Regions from separate parts of the Zea mays genome. Here regions 2, 3 and 4 are each linked to region 1. A link is a contact called in public Hi-C data. All regions are on one chromosome and are shown on one strand. Each heading gives the region's core, a stretch centred on a gene start, on an enhancer-like site or on the middle of the called end of the contact. The rest is flanking DNA. Distances are from core to core; before and after follow the strand shown. Region 1 holds the start of LOC100286086. Region 2 holds the start of LOC100273653 (PQ loop repeat family protein). Region 3 holds the start of LOC107548101. Region 4 holds the start of LOC100273136.

Region 1 (3,603 bases), core at 343-2,842:
TGCCGCATTTCATATATAGTTGGCCAAAAGTCAAATTCAAACACATATACTGAAAACTGAATGGCTGCCCAGCAAAACAATCTTTTGTATTGTAGTTTGAATACTGAAACCAATGCCAAATTATGTATATGAAACCATCTTAGGTTACCACAAGGTTGGCTACCAATCAAAATTTTGTAACTTCTTGAAGCAATCATATACTCCCTCTATTACAAATTATAAAATGCTTTGGCTTTTCTAGATATATTGTTTTTTCTATGTATCCAGACATAATGCATATCTAAATGCATACCAAAAGTTATCTGTCTAGAAAAGTCAAAACGTCATATACTTGGAACAGGAGTAGATATGACAAAAAGAGCATGCAAGTGATGTTCTTACAGAAGAATATATATATTTCATGGCAAGCTAGTACCTAAACTTCAGATGGAGTCTTTGCATCGATTGACAGGGCGTGCAACCCGGTCTTGAGCTCCTCCTGCAGGAGATCATAGACAGCCCTGTGCCTCTTGAGCAAGCTCTTCCCCTCAAACTCCTTGGACACCACCCTCACATTGAAATGTGTCTCCCCATTGGTCCCAGCCACGCCAGCATGGCCCTTGTGGAGGTGTGATATGTCTTCAATCTCCAACTCTACCGGAGAAAGTGCCCTCTCCAAACTCTCCCTTATCCTCTCCTTCCTCCCACCGCCCGCAGCACCATTCACTTCTGCATCAAGTGGTAGAAGTTGACCCAATTGTTCATCCTCGTCGCGCCTCTCTGCATCCTGTGGCCTTTCCTTTTCCTTTTCTTGCACCTCGAAAGCTGCAAATTCAGGCTCTTTCCCGTTCACTAGACGCGGTCTGGTAACCTCTTGGACAGATTGCTGACTTGACGTTGAGTCACCACCGGCGATCTCAAGTGCCTTGCGCTTCATGAGGCTGAGCATGTTGAGCAGGCCGCTGTTCCTGGAGGGAGAGAGGCTCTGCCTGATCCCGAGCAGCTCGATGAAGTCAACGGGCACCCTGGCCACATCCGCGGCGGGCGCGCCAGAGAGCCCTAGCACGAGCAGCGCGGCGAGGCCCTTGGTGAGCTGCGCGTCGGAGTCGGCGTGGAACCTGACGCTGCGGCGGCCGGCGTCGCCCTCGTCGGGCTCGGCGTGGACCCAGACCTGTGAGACGCAACCCCGGACGCGGTTGGCGTCGGTCTTGAGCGCCGGGTCCATGGGCGGCAGGCGCGCGGCATAGGCAAGGAGCTGCTTGTACCGGGTGCGCGCGTCCGGGACGGACTGGAAGAGGCCGACGATGTCGCGTAGCGCGGGGGGCAGTTGCGCCGGGTCGACAGAGCCGGACGGGGACGAGGTGGCGGTGGATGGGGAAGGGGAGGCCGCGGACCGGGCTGTGAGGCGCTGGAAGGAGATGGGGGAGGAGAGGGTGAGGCGGTGGGGGCGGGGAAGGAAGGGCTTGGAGATACGGTTGGAAGAGGATGAGAGGAGGCGCAGCGGGGCCCCGGCGGCGGCGGCAGTGCTGGCGGCGGAGGCCATGGGTGGGGCGGGGTGGGGAGGCGAGGGAGGATTCTTTCTCTCCAGTATACGGTGGTCTGGTCTCGACAAGAAGAGCGAACAGGATTTGTTTCTTCCGGAGAGAAAAGAAAAAAAAGGAGGAATTGGCCGCGGAGTGCGGAGGACAGCAAATGGGCCACGCAACTTGCAGAGGCTCATGGGCCTTGTAAAAATCTGCATCTTTTTTTAGATTAACCTGGGTTCGAAGGCTTGCTTCTCCTCGCGTGCGACGGAGGCCTGGCAGAGTTGTGGAGGAAAGTAAAAAAAATGTTGCTGCCCAGGATCGAACTGGAGACCTTCAGTGTGTAAGACTGACGTGATAACCACTACACCACAGCAACTAAGATATTAATAAATGGTAGCACAAGGTAAACTTCTTGGAATACAGGACCTGCAAATTGGATTTGGGCATTAGGCTGCCCGCAGTGGAGGACTGGGTGCTGGACTCTATCCCATATAGCGTAAAGAAACACCTGCAGCGGGTCATTGGGTGCTAGACTCTACGCGTGATCGAGCTGCAAATGTAGAGTTCGGACGCACATGCGCTAAACGAGGCATGCAAGCAAGCAGCCGACGGAGGCAGATGCATGCATGCACGCGGAGGTGGGGAGACGGGCCCACATGCATGCACGCGGAGTGGGAAAAAATATAATATAATATACGGTAGTTGGTATAGGGTTGGAATATAGAGTAAATATTAGTGCGGAGGATTGTGGTATAGAGTGCTGATTAGGACAGAATATTTTTTTAGGGTAGAAATTTAGAGTAGTATGAGTGCGGATAGCCTTAGGCTCCCGGCCGCTCGGCGCGCTGATCTCCGGCTGGTGCGGAGGTGACAACCGCTGTGCCGTCCTGTTGAAGGAAGACGAAAGAACCAGCGTGGCGGGATGCGCGAAAACAAAACTGGAACGTCTACAGCCCACGACACCAGACACCACCACCCAGGTCAACAAAAATCGGATGAAATCCTTCCATAGCCGACGACACCACCACCCAGGTTAACAGGATTGGGAGGATTGTTGTGCAAGAATGATTTCCTTGCTAATAGCTAATAGGCAACCCCTGCAAGCAAAATTGGAGCGTCTCCTTATTCATCAATTGCCATTGCGACCAGCCGGCCACCGCTACTGTCTGCTCATTCCTATTGGTTGGAGAATGAAACCTAACCTAAAGAGTTGGGTCTGTATTAATATAGATCGAATAGCTAGGCCAGACCCATTACACATGGGGTATATAGGTAATTACAAGAAGAGAAACCCAAAACCCTAACAAGGTGCTAACACCCTGTTGAGACTGGATCGAAATTCGGGAAAACACTCGACAACAGTCCCTTGATGAACATGTCGACAAGCTGCAACGTAGTCGGGACGTTGAGAACCCAAACGTCACCGACGGCGACACGCTCATAGACGAAGTGAATGTCGATCTCCAAGTGCTTCGTGCTCCGATACTGCATGGGATTGGTGGAGACGTAGACCGCGCTGACGTTGTCACGGTAGACGAGGGTGGCGCGCTGGAGATGGCTGTGGAGTTCCTAGAGAACTGGCGGAGGTAGGAGGCCTTAGCCACGCCGTTGTCCACAACGCGGTACTCGGCCTCAGCACTGGAGCGAGAGACAATGGACTGCCGCTTGGCGGCCTAGGAGACGAGGTTGGTGCTCAGAAACACGACATAAGCTGTAAACCCTGAATTGGTAATTGTATGGCACTAAATATTCAAGAGATAATACTAGGGTTGTTTTTTTACTTTATGTTTTGTTAAAGAGTCATGATCCTCTCGAATAGAAATAAGGGTTCTTAATTATTGAATGATTTTCTCCTTATTAGGTTTACGTGTGATAAAGCCTTCTATAATAATAGAGGAATATAATAATAAATGGATACATGATTTGCATCATTTTGGATTTTTGGGTTCTGTGCATATTTGAATTTAACATCCCTACCTAAATTGGGATTTAAAATAGGAAAGAATAAAGGAAATAGAAAAGAAAAACAAAAAACAAAACAAAAGAAAAGAAAAGAAAAAGGGACGCTCTAGACAATGAGTTGCCGCTTGGCGGTCCA
Region 2 (3,603 bases), core at 566-3,065, 220 kb before region 1:
GAACTGTCAATGTCCTACAATATACATATGTCAAATTACTGTTGAAGATGGCTCAGAAAAAGAAGTACAAGTAATGGTTCTTACAGTTGCAGGTTCGAGGAAGCAACCGGCAAGGTTAAACAAATCTCTGCACAATCATAGAAGCATAACATGGAATTATACAGGGTTCGACGCTTAAGAAGAAGGTACAAGTGTAAGCATGCAAGGAGCAGAAGGCATGTGAAATAATATATTCGCATCCAATTCCAAGTAGGAGAAGACATCTGACGTAGCATACCCAACAATCCAGGTCATAAGGAAGGCGACAGAGAGCCCCTCTGTTGACTTGTGTCTGTAATTTGTCATTATCTGTGGCACCTCGGCGAGGCCCCAGCTTACGACACTGATTAGTCCAAGTGCCAGAGCAGCGCCTTCCTTCTGGCTGCACAAGCAGTACTTCAAGTAGATTCGGGCCCATTCTGCGCAGTGCCGGGTTGTTGGGCAGCTTGCAGGAGGTGTTCCTCCGATGACACCCATATCTGCTCCAGACCTGAGGCACAAATTGCAGGGGGGGAATGGTATAAAGCATTATCATGATCGGTATAAAGCATTATCATGCTGCTCTCTGCACGGTCGTCAATCTGATCGGTATAAAGCATTATCATGCGGCTCTCTGCACGGGAAAGAACTAGAGCAAAATTTGCATTACTTAGGGCTAGTTTGAAACTTAAATTCCGGATTACCGGGGATTGAGGGGGAAATTAGCTTAACTTTCCTGTAAATTCTCAAAAATCCTATAGAGAATTTAAGTTTACAAACTAGCCCTTACCTTTTTATTTCTCTTTCAAATGAAAAGATGGAACCAACGATGGAACAGAATGCTTTAATTCAACCTTTCAAAGAAGGGAAGCATAAATTATTGACCGACCTGCTGAACTGAGCTAAACAACAAATTGGATCAAAACAAATATACGGACGGGCACGAATCTCTCACGTGTTCCCGGAACAAAGGACAAAGATTAGGTCTCCACAGTCGGCGTGAAGACACAACGAAAGCTAACGTGGTCCTCAATTCCTCGTCAGGGGTAGAACGGCTAGTGTCTGCAAGGATGCACCAACACACTGACACATTGAAATTTAAATCCTCCACGTCCAATAGATTGACACCACGAGTTAAGCAGCCTAGAGATCGTACAATTAGTTTTTCCATTCAATGTGAACAATAGGGGAAAAGATTCAAATTTCCTTCGCCTCCCCTCTCCTCTGGTTGCGGCCTAGCTATCTTATCTATCTGGCTAGCATGGCAATGGTATTGTCTCTGGCAACGAAGGAAAGCAGGAGCACCAACTGCATTGTCGACTAGAATGCACAGGTCGCGTCCCAGTCTAAGATTCGATAGCGTGATAGCGTCATCGTCTTCCCTAAATAAATGAACAAAAGAAAAAACAAGGAGTAGGATTCAAACTGAGCGCATCGACCCGGGCTTAACCTGTCAGAGCGTCATCGCCAGGAAGAACGAACACGGCCCGGACATCTCCCCCATTGCGGTAAAACCGAACGCGCAAGCACACTCCCGGTCCCGGCAGCACCAATAAACTCAACCTCGCCAGCGGGGCTGGGCGGGGCGAAGTAAAGCAGCAGACGAGAGTTTGGAAAAAGGGAGGTGAGGAGGCACGACGTACCGGGACGAGGGATGCCTGGTCCCTGGCAGGGGAGATGCGATGCGAGGAGCTGGTGCCAGAGCGGGCTTTTCCTTCTCCGAGCCCGAGGGCGTATCACGTACGGGAGTGGGACACGGAGGAGCGGGGAAGAAGGCGACGGGAAGGAAGGCAGGCGGGTGTGGGAATGTGGGAAGGGAACTGGGAAGTGCGGAATCGAAGCCGAGACAGGGAGGAGTGTGGAGGCATGGCAGGGGCGGTCGACGCGAGCTTTTATTGCCAGCCGCCGCTGTTGCCCCTCCCCTCGCGATCGCGATTCGCGAGGCCCTACTCTTTCGGCGGGTTGCGCCGCGTGGCTGCCCGCTACTGGTCACCGCCGGCGCGTTGTGCGTTGCCCTGGGCCCCTCGCCCCCTCGCGGTCCCGCTCCCGCCCGGCCTCCGCTCCGGACTCTCCTGCAGATGGGACTGTGAGATGACCCGCCGCGCGCCGCGTAAAAACCTCTTGGCATCGAGCCACTTCCGGGCGTGGGGGCCGTGGGGCAGTGTGGCACAGGCTCGCACGTCAGGCTCTTCGGCGCGTCTGCCGCCAGTATGGGAAATGGAACAGCGGCTCAAACTTCGCTTCTTCGTGTCTCAACCTGATGACCTGATCCATCCGGGCAAACCCGCAACAACTTCGTATTCGTTTTCAATCTACATGTGTTAGTCAGATTGTGTAATCTAGTTTAATTTTCACTTCGATCTAAGATACATACAAGTAAAAACAAACGAGCCTTTAAGCAACTTATACGGAACCTGCATGACCAGACTAGCTTAGATACTTTATTTTTTCGAGAGGTTTCCATTTTTCCAAAGAAAGAAAACCGATTTTCTTTAGAAAGATATAAAAATTTAAATAAATAAAGTTGTCAAACTAGTCCTAAAACTTTATTTTCTCACAGCATAGCAGGACGCCTCCGAGGTATTTTAGGTTACAATGTACATGTACATATTCAAGTTAGGGTTATTAATAAATCTATAATAAGGCGTGTTTCTATGTATCTCGTATCTATATACATAAGTTGTGTTTTCAACTTATTTTAGACCCTACTTAGATTAACTAAATAAAATAAGTTGACCGCTAAAAAAGTTCTAGCTAATAAAAAAAACTAGTTTATAATCTAGTTTAAACTGTTCAATGACCTATCTTATGCCATCTTTCAAACCTCTTATTAACCGGCTAATAAAATTGGTTTGTTTTTGTCGGGTACCGTAATTAGGGGTACCTCCAATGTTCCTAAACACGGCTGGAAAACATCTTCAGAACAAACCATCAACAGCTGATAGAGCGCGGTTCAAGTCAAGGCCTCGTCTACCACGGGACGCAACCCTGCCTCGCATGAGCCCGGCCTCGGGCAGAAACAGTAGTCCCAGACGAATTCACGCCTCGCCCGAGGGCCTCCTCAAGCAGTAGGCACACCCTCGGCTCGTCCGAAGCCCAGCTCGGGCAAACTTTGTCATACAGCGACCTCGACTGGATCGTCCTACCAACCGACCGTATCGCATGCGTATTTAATGCAGGGATTGTCTGACACCTTATCCTGACACGCGCGCCTCAGTCGGCAAGGTCGAAGTGACAGCAGTCATTTCACCCCTTTACTGACCGATATGACAGGAAAACAACGCTATTCATCCCGTTCCGACTACTGTGCCAACCACCAGGGTAGAACTGAGTCACGATCTCCCGCGAGTTCAGCCTCGGACGCAACAGGGAGCTCCGCCTCACCCGACCTCAGACCTCAGCCTCAACCTCGGCCTCGGGAGAAGGTCTCCGCCTCGCCCGACCCCAGGCCTCGGCCTCAGCCTTGGCCTCGGGAGGAGTCACATCCTCGCCCGACCTCGGCCTCGGCCTCGGCCTCAGGAGAAGTCTCCGCCTCGCCCGACCTCGGCCTCGGACCGACTACGCTACAGGGGATACATCATTACC
Region 3 (3,603 bases), core at 309-2,808, 170 kb after region 1:
ACAACTCTGTCCTCCATGTCAAAATAAGGATGACAAAAATATCAACACAATTAGGCTAGTGTGGGAACAATATTTTTCTAAGGAATTTCTATTTTTCTAAGGAAAAATAAACTAATTTCTCTTAGAAAAATGAAAATCCCTTGAAAATGGTGTTCCCAAACTAGCTCTAAAGAAGCTAAAAATTATGTATCACTATACAAGGCTAGATAGACATAACTAGAGCTGGACATTATTGAGCTAATATGGCTTCGCTCAGTCAACTCAACTTGTTAAAGAATCGAGCCAGTGAATCAACTCGGCTAGGCTTACAAGTTCCAGTTGGCTTGTTTAGCTCACGAGCTACAACCAAAAAAAATACATATATATGCAATAATATAATTAGTTGCTAATAAATTGTATATTAATTTAACGCTTGAAAAAGTAATAATACTGACAATTTCAGATATCACATCAATTCAATGTCAAATTAACACAGTTCATTACTTATTAGTTCGTTCAATACAAGTGTAAGCTTTATTTTGCTGACAAATGCTAGCTTGTTCGAGCTATCGAGCTGGCTTATTAATAAACCAAGCTAAAATACTAGCTCAGCTCGTGACAAAATTGAGATAAGCTGAGCGAGCAGATAAGCTAAGCGTATTTTGTCCAGACCTATATAAGAGTCAAACTAGTGGAATATTAGCCGTATATGTATATCGTTATGCTTGTTTGTTGCCGGTTTAAATGACCTTTCTTATGTTCAAATTCTGGCTCTACCCATTACGGCGCTAGTCTCCTTCCCCGCACTTAAGTCAACGAAAATGAATTATCGAGGCATATAGACATCCATGATCCATGTAACACCACTGATATTGTCTCCAGCAATCAGTATAAAACAGGGAACGTGAAATTGTAGATGATACTGTTTGCAGAATAAAGTTTATAATAGAAGATGAGATAAGGGATGCGATATGGAATCTACTGTAGATAGTCTAAGAGCAAGTGTAATAAGATGATGTAGGTAGACTACAAGATATGTCGTATCGGATTTGTAGTGATGTGAAAAAAAGAAAAATAGAGAGAGAATAGAAGTGGGCTGCTCAAGGACTCTAAGACAGATTATGAGAGGAAAAGATGAGTCAAATATTAAATATACAAGTTATGTTATTGTATAATTATACTATATGTAACATGACAACATCATAAAATCCGTTGTGAGCTATATTATTGAATTTGCTAGAAACAAAAAAAAGACATATATTGTCCGTCTGTCTTAACAAACCACTATAAACATCACTCACATAAATCTTGAACTTGCGATTTAAATATTCAACCAAAAAAACTATTTTAACAGGTAAGTTCATCAATGTTTAGTTCGGAGCGCAGAAATTTCTTCTAAATATGATACGATTCTGGTGCGATTTAGTAGTGGTATATCGCAAAATTGAACTTGTTGCCTTGTTGGACATGCCATAAACCTTTCTTCTTATCGGTAATTCTAGCAATTGCGAACAAAATACTACTCCTATGTACATCTGTCACTACGTCAATCAAAAACAAACGCGCGCTCTTCGGGCCCACCGCTCCGCCCCACCATTTGACCCCACCCGTCATTCCAGAATCTATTTCAGCCAATGATGGCCTCGGACCGAGTAGAGAGCACCGCACGGGCTCTCCGTCCGTTCCATTCGCCCGTGCGCGCCATCACCGCCGTCGCCATGGCGTCGCTCAAGACTGCCAAGAAGCACCACGCGCGCCTCAACAACCCCTTCCCGCGCGCCGTACCGACGGCCGCCATCCACGACGGCGACGGGGCCCTGCGCCTGTCGTTCGCGTCGACCTCCAAGCTCGCCCACGCGCACGACTTCCCCGTGGGGACCCGTTTCCGCCTCCGCTGGGACCCGTCCCGCGGCGGCGAGGTCTCGCTGTCCAGGGTTCCTCCGTCGTCGGGCGGCGGCGCGATGTGGGAGACCGTCCCCGGCGTGGCGTTCCTCTCCGTGGCCTCCGTGGCCACCGAGGCCGACGAGTGCCGCGGCTCCTTCGCGCTCCGCGACGGCGGCGCCCGCCTCGTCCCCGATCGCCAGCACGTCGACAAGATCAGGGCTTTCTACCGCTGCGACGCCGAGGCAGGCGGCTCCGAGCCCGACCTGCTGCGCGCCGCCGCATTCCGGCCGTCCGACGCGACGCGGTTCCCGGTGCTGGTGGTGACCGGGCTCGTGTCCGCCGCCAAGAAGGCCGGCGCGTCGCCGTCGTGCACCTGCTGCGGGTTGCGCTTGCGCGCGGCAGGTCGCCGCGCCCGGAGCGCGGCGGCGGCGGCGAGGCCCGTGCTCTCGGCGCGGTACTGGATCCTTCTCGAGGAGAAGAGCGACACGCAGGTTAGGTTCAGCGTCAAGATCGGCGACTACCAATGGACCTGCTCGCACGCTGACCCTGCCAAGTCGCCCCCGGCGACGGCGACGACCACGACCACGACCCCGAGGCTCCACCGGGCCAGCCTGCGGCTTCGTCTGTCGGCGCGCGTCCAGCGAGCCACCACGAGCAAGAGGACGAGGCTGGCCCCGGCCCCGAGCCGTGAGCGTGAGGAGGCGTCGGCGCTCCTGCCAGCGCCCGAGCGGGCGGAGGAGCGGCGGCCGGAGGAGTTCAACCGTGTGTTCCTGACGTATGCGAGCAGCCGCGACGAGCGGTTCTTCGGGTTCGGCGAGCAGTTCAGCCACGTGGAGTTCAAGCGGAAGCGGGTGCCGGTGCTGGTGCAGGAGCAGGGGATCGGCAGGGGAGACCAGCCCATCACTTTTGCCGCCAACCTCGTCAGCTACAGGTGATTCTTTTTCCCACGGCTCGTCCATACTTGGGGGGAAAAAAGTCAATTAGAGCCCTTGTGCTTCTTACCAGTCGTAGAGGAGACAAAGAAAATTCAAATTTCAAGATTAAACGCTGCATGAGTTGGTCCTTCTCGATGCAGCACCACATGTTCGATGGGTTGGACTTGTGCATGTGGTCTGCGAAAATATCGACGTAGTTTCTAGCAGACCCTTTCAGCAAAGAAGGTGCCTTTCTCATGTGGTCACGACATTAGGCTATCTACATCAGATTTTCTATCGCATTCTCTATTTTATTATCTATTTTAAATTTTACTTTGCAAACAGTATCATCTATAATTTCGCGTTCCTATTTTACACTAAATGGTAGAGACAGTCTTCTAACAGAAATGTGATAGCTATACAAGCCAAGTGCCTGGACCATGCTGGAAGCATGGGTGGCAGATATCTGACCAATTGAGCTTATCCTGTCTTCTTGGTCTTTTGGCACTTTACTGCAGCCGTTCATGAACCTACAAGGATTTACCTTCCAAAACAACAAGATTGAGACAGTGTGTGGGCTTGAAACGAACAGTTTCAGCAAGCAACCGTGGGGCCTTTATCGTTTGTTTGTTTTGAAGCTTTTGCTAGTGCCAAGTGGAAAACTCGTCACATCGACAACGATTTGTGGCGTCTACGTACTTGCATCAGTTTCTTGCGTCTGTGTGCTTGGGATTTAGTATTATGTCCTTTTTGTCTGAATTTATTTGCAGCTAGATTTAGTGTGTCCCTGATGGTTTGTTTTTTCTTTAGGTCAGGAGGAAACTGG
Region 4 (3,603 bases), core at 509-3,008, 130 kb before region 1:
CATGGTTTACCTAAAACCGTGGTATTTTTGGAGTTTTCGAAACTCCACTCAGGACCTCAGTTTTCTTCTGCTCTCTACATATACTTTGTTTTTCCCATGGAACCAAACAGATCTCAGTTTTAAGCAATACTGTGGTTTTACTGTGGTAAAATAATACCATAGTATTTGTGTCATGTACAATTGTAAACTATAGTATCTCAAAACTACATCATTTTAAAACTGTATTTCCAAACAGGTCCTTAGGGTTTGCAGAGGAAACTTTTTATAGCCACGGTTTTTTTTTTTGAAGTAAATTGTTTTGTGAATTATGAACGTGGTATGGTTTTCTCCGTCGGTCGCGTGTTTCCCCACAGCCACAGGATGAGAAACTAATCGGCGTATTGTTGCTGCCCTTCTGTTCCAACAATTTCTACCTTGAATCTGTTGATAGTTTTCTTAAATATAGTAGTAATGGTTGTTGTGTGTAGTTGAATGATGTGCGAAAGCTGCGTGAAGCCGACGCTACGCTCTGAGTGAGCTCGCCAATTATATTCACGAAACGCACCGTTTCTCCATAAATGGAGCAGCTGACATTCTCGTACTGCCCAGTCATAAATGGACCGCTCTGAGTCTGAGGCATTCACACCGTTTCTCCATAAATGCACCGCTCTGAGGCATCGCTCGCACGCAGTGTTAGGCTAATCACAATGGAGATTTTATAATGTATTTTATGTATTAATTAATCTATCATATCACCTATTTAGATGATATGTCACATCATTTATGAAGAAAATAGTTTTATGGAGTTTTATAAAGATGAAACCATGTTAACTCGTTTATAAGGTTTTAAAAACTATGTTAAATTTTCATTAAGAGTGTTTTGTTTAATCTTCATATAATTGAGTAAATCCTATTGGTTATTTATATGCAGCATTTAAGAAGTACTCCCTCCAGTGCAGTAAAGATAGTTGTTTAGGACATGATTGTGCATACCAAGGAGTGATTAATTATCATAGAGTTTTCCCTGTTTGCCCCTATTAAATAGGGATATGAGTGCATTAATGTCATGAAAACAATCAGCCTTGATTGGTTGCTGCAGCACCTCCAAGGCATTCTAGACTGGAGGTCTCAAGTTCGATTCCTCTTAAGTGCATCTACGCGCTATGACTTCTTTTTGTGCACGCTCGGTCACGCGCAGGATGACTTCTTTTACTATACCGGAGGGAGTATGTCATAATGAAATTGCCTTTTATTTTTAGTATTCGGATAGGATTTCTGTTGGCTTCATCGGGAGGCTCGCGTAGTTTGTTACGTCAACTCCAAAAGGATAAGTTGCATTGGAATCGAGAAAGTTTGGTTCATAATTGCATAAAAGGAGTCAAAATAGTGGCTGCGGCGCGTCGAGGGTTGATATCGAATAACCTTTCGAGCCTTCCCCAATAGATCTCTACATATGAAATAGTGATATAAAACTCTCTATTGAGAGAGGGTGTTTCTGTTTCATTCGTCTATAAAATTGATGTAGCATTTCTGGAAATAGAGATATGAAATTCTTACTGTGATTAGCCTTAGAGTATATTAGGCATATTAACTATCTCTAGTTTAAAGACCAAGAAATATACTTACTGTATCAATGTACATGTAAGTACGTCTTATATTGTAGGAAAAGAGAAAAAATGGTTACTTCTTATGTGGTTGGTTTAAAATTAATTATAATTGCGAGATATACTACTATATATATTCTTTGTGTGGGCTCAATGTGATACATACCACCTTCTCTCTTTCCTTCACACACGCAGCTCACGTACACGCGATGAGCACACCGCGTCGCGGCGGGCAGCACCACGGCGACAAGCGCACCGTGACACGAGCAGCCTCCCGAAACAGCGACGGACACGGCGCAGGCGACTTGAGCTTCGGGTCCACGGCGGGGCCTCGGTTCGCCGTCGCCCCGCCGCGCCCTTGGGCGCCGCCGCCTGAGCACGCGGCCGTCTTCGCGCAGCCACCAGACGATCCGTCGACGTTGACCATGCTGTGGGGACCGCCCGGCGAGGTGCCCGTTGCCGGCTTCGCTGCGGCACCGGAAGGGCGACCGGATGCGTTCGCTGGCAGCGCGTCGTGCCTGCCGCTCGCGAGGCAGGTCGGCGGCCAGCAGGGGGCGCGCAACTTCGTGGTGTCGCCGCTGTCGTTCCACGCGGCGCTCGCGCTGGTGGCCGCGGGCGCGCGGGGCGAGACGCAGCGGGAGCTCCTGCGCTTCTTGGACTCCGAGTCGCTGGGCGAGCTGCACCGCGCCGCGGCGACGGCGCTGGTCGCCCGGCTCAGCGACCTCCCGCAGGCGTCCTTCGCCTGCGGAGTCTGGGTGGACCGGAGCCGCGCGCTCACGCCGGAGTTCATGGACACCGCCGCGTCGCGCTACGCGGCGGTCGCGGAGTCCGTCGACTTCTTGAAGAACTCCGAGGCGGCAAGGCAGCAAGTCAACGACTTCGTGAAAGGAGCAACGAAAGGGCTCATCGGCGACGTCCTGCCTCCCGGCTCCGTCGACTCGTCCACGGCGCTCGTCCTCGCCAACGCCATCTACTTCAAGGGGGCGTGGGCTCGGCCGTTCGATCCGTCGAGAACCATCTTCGCGCCGTTCCATCTCCCCGACGGCGGCACCGTGCGCGTGCCGTTCATGACTACGAGCGGTTTCGAGGACCAGCGGCAGCGGGTTGCCGTGTTCCCCGGATTCAAGGCGCTCAAGCTGCCCTACAAGAACGACGACGGCGCGCAGCAGGACGCGTTCTACATGCTTCTACTCCTCCCCGACGGTGAGACCCTAACCCTCAATGATCTCTATGATAAGGTCGTGTCGTCGCCGGGATTCATCAGGAAGCACACGCCGGTGGACGAGGTCCGGGTCGGGGGGTTCATGGTGCCGAAGTTCAAGTTCACGTTCGAGTTTGAGGCGTCTCACGATATCCAGAAGCTGGGAGTCAACCGAGCCTTTCAAAGAGGTGACTTCTCCGGCATGGTCTCCGGTGGAAACGGGCTCATCATCTCAGGAGTGTACCACAAGGCCACCGTAGAGGTGGACGAGGCCGGCACCGTTGCCGCCGCGGCCACGGCCGAGTTCATGTTTATGTGTGCAAGAATGCATCCACCGCCGGTGGATTTCGTGGCGGACCGGCCGTTTTTGTTCGCCATCGTGGAGAGAAGTGGCGTCGTGCTGTTTCTTGGGCATGTGGTGAACCCTCTGGTTGGGTGATGAATGATAGGAGTGGCAGCTATATTTTGGTCGTTATAGCTTTACCGAAATGACGTTGTTATTTAACAATAAATAAATACCGTCTATTATGTGGTTTATTTTTATGGGAACCTTGAAGATGTTTATCAGAGGTAGTGGCTATGAAGATTTTTGTAATATATGGATGGTGGTTTAATGCTAGAATTGCAATGTCTTAGTGATTTTCCACCTATATCTTAAACTTTCTTTCTATGTTACTTTTATTTCGTTCAAATTTGCATGGACTGTTTTGTAAAACCGTATGCAAGGAGCTATAAGGCCAGAATTGATTCCCCCCCCCCCCCCCCCCATTATCTATAAAAGGAGGAAGAAAGAACTCTTGAGTAACATGGCTGTGCTGG

The links. Hi-C and Micro-C count contacts between places; a contact is called where the count stands out from the background.
Region 2: a Hi-C map of ear shows a contact between it and region 1, with 1.9 times the contacts expected there. The contact joins the promoter of LOC100273653 here to the promoter of LOC100286086 in region 1. A contact is called at or near these places in 2 of 25 Hi-C or Micro-C datasets (ear and tassel).
Region 3: a contact with region 1 is called in a Hi-C map of ear, with 2.3 times the contacts expected there. The contact joins the promoter of LOC107548101 here to the promoter of LOC100286086 in region 1. A contact is called at or near these places in 5 of 25 Hi-C or Micro-C datasets (bundle sheath, ear, leaf mesophyll and 1 more).
Region 4: a contact with region 1 is called in a Hi-C map of tassel, with 4 times the contacts expected there. The contact joins the promoter of LOC100273136 here to the promoter of LOC100286086 in region 1. A contact is called at or near these places in 8 of 25 Hi-C or Micro-C datasets (bundle sheath, ear, endosperm and 3 more) and 1 of 3 datasets of contacts at active chromatin or transcription factors (seedling).

What each region holds. Positions count from the first base shown.
Region 1 is chr8:3,969,938-3,973,540 of Zm-B73-REFERENCE-NAM-5.0, reverse strand. It overlaps LOC100286086, which reads right to left and starts at 1,592. Exons shown (of 2, transcript NM_001400781.1): 1 at 416-1,592. The coding sequence starts at 1,522. The coding sequence ends at 416. It overlaps TRNAV-UAC (transfer RNA valine (anticodon UAC)), which reads right to left and starts at 1,881; the gene lies at 1,809-1,881.
Region 2 is chr8:4,187,594-4,191,196 of Zm-B73-REFERENCE-NAM-5.0, reverse strand. LOC100273653 (PQ loop repeat family protein) reads right to left here and starts at 1,815. Exons shown (of 14, transcript NM_001148067.1): 1 at 1,662-1,815; 2 at 278-529; 3 at 85-127. The coding sequence starts at 516.
Region 3 is chr8:3,798,069-3,801,671 of Zm-B73-REFERENCE-NAM-5.0, reverse strand. LOC107548101 reads left to right here and starts at 1,558. Exons shown (of 5, transcript NM_001323009.1): 1 at 1,558-2,794; 2 at 3,588-3,603. The coding sequence starts at 1,614.
Region 4 is chr8:4,102,913-4,106,515 of Zm-B73-REFERENCE-NAM-5.0, reverse strand. It overlaps LOC100273136, which reads left to right and starts at 1,758. Exons shown (of 1, transcript NM_001147583.1): 1 at 1,758-3,463. The coding sequence starts at 1,793. The coding sequence ends at 3,223.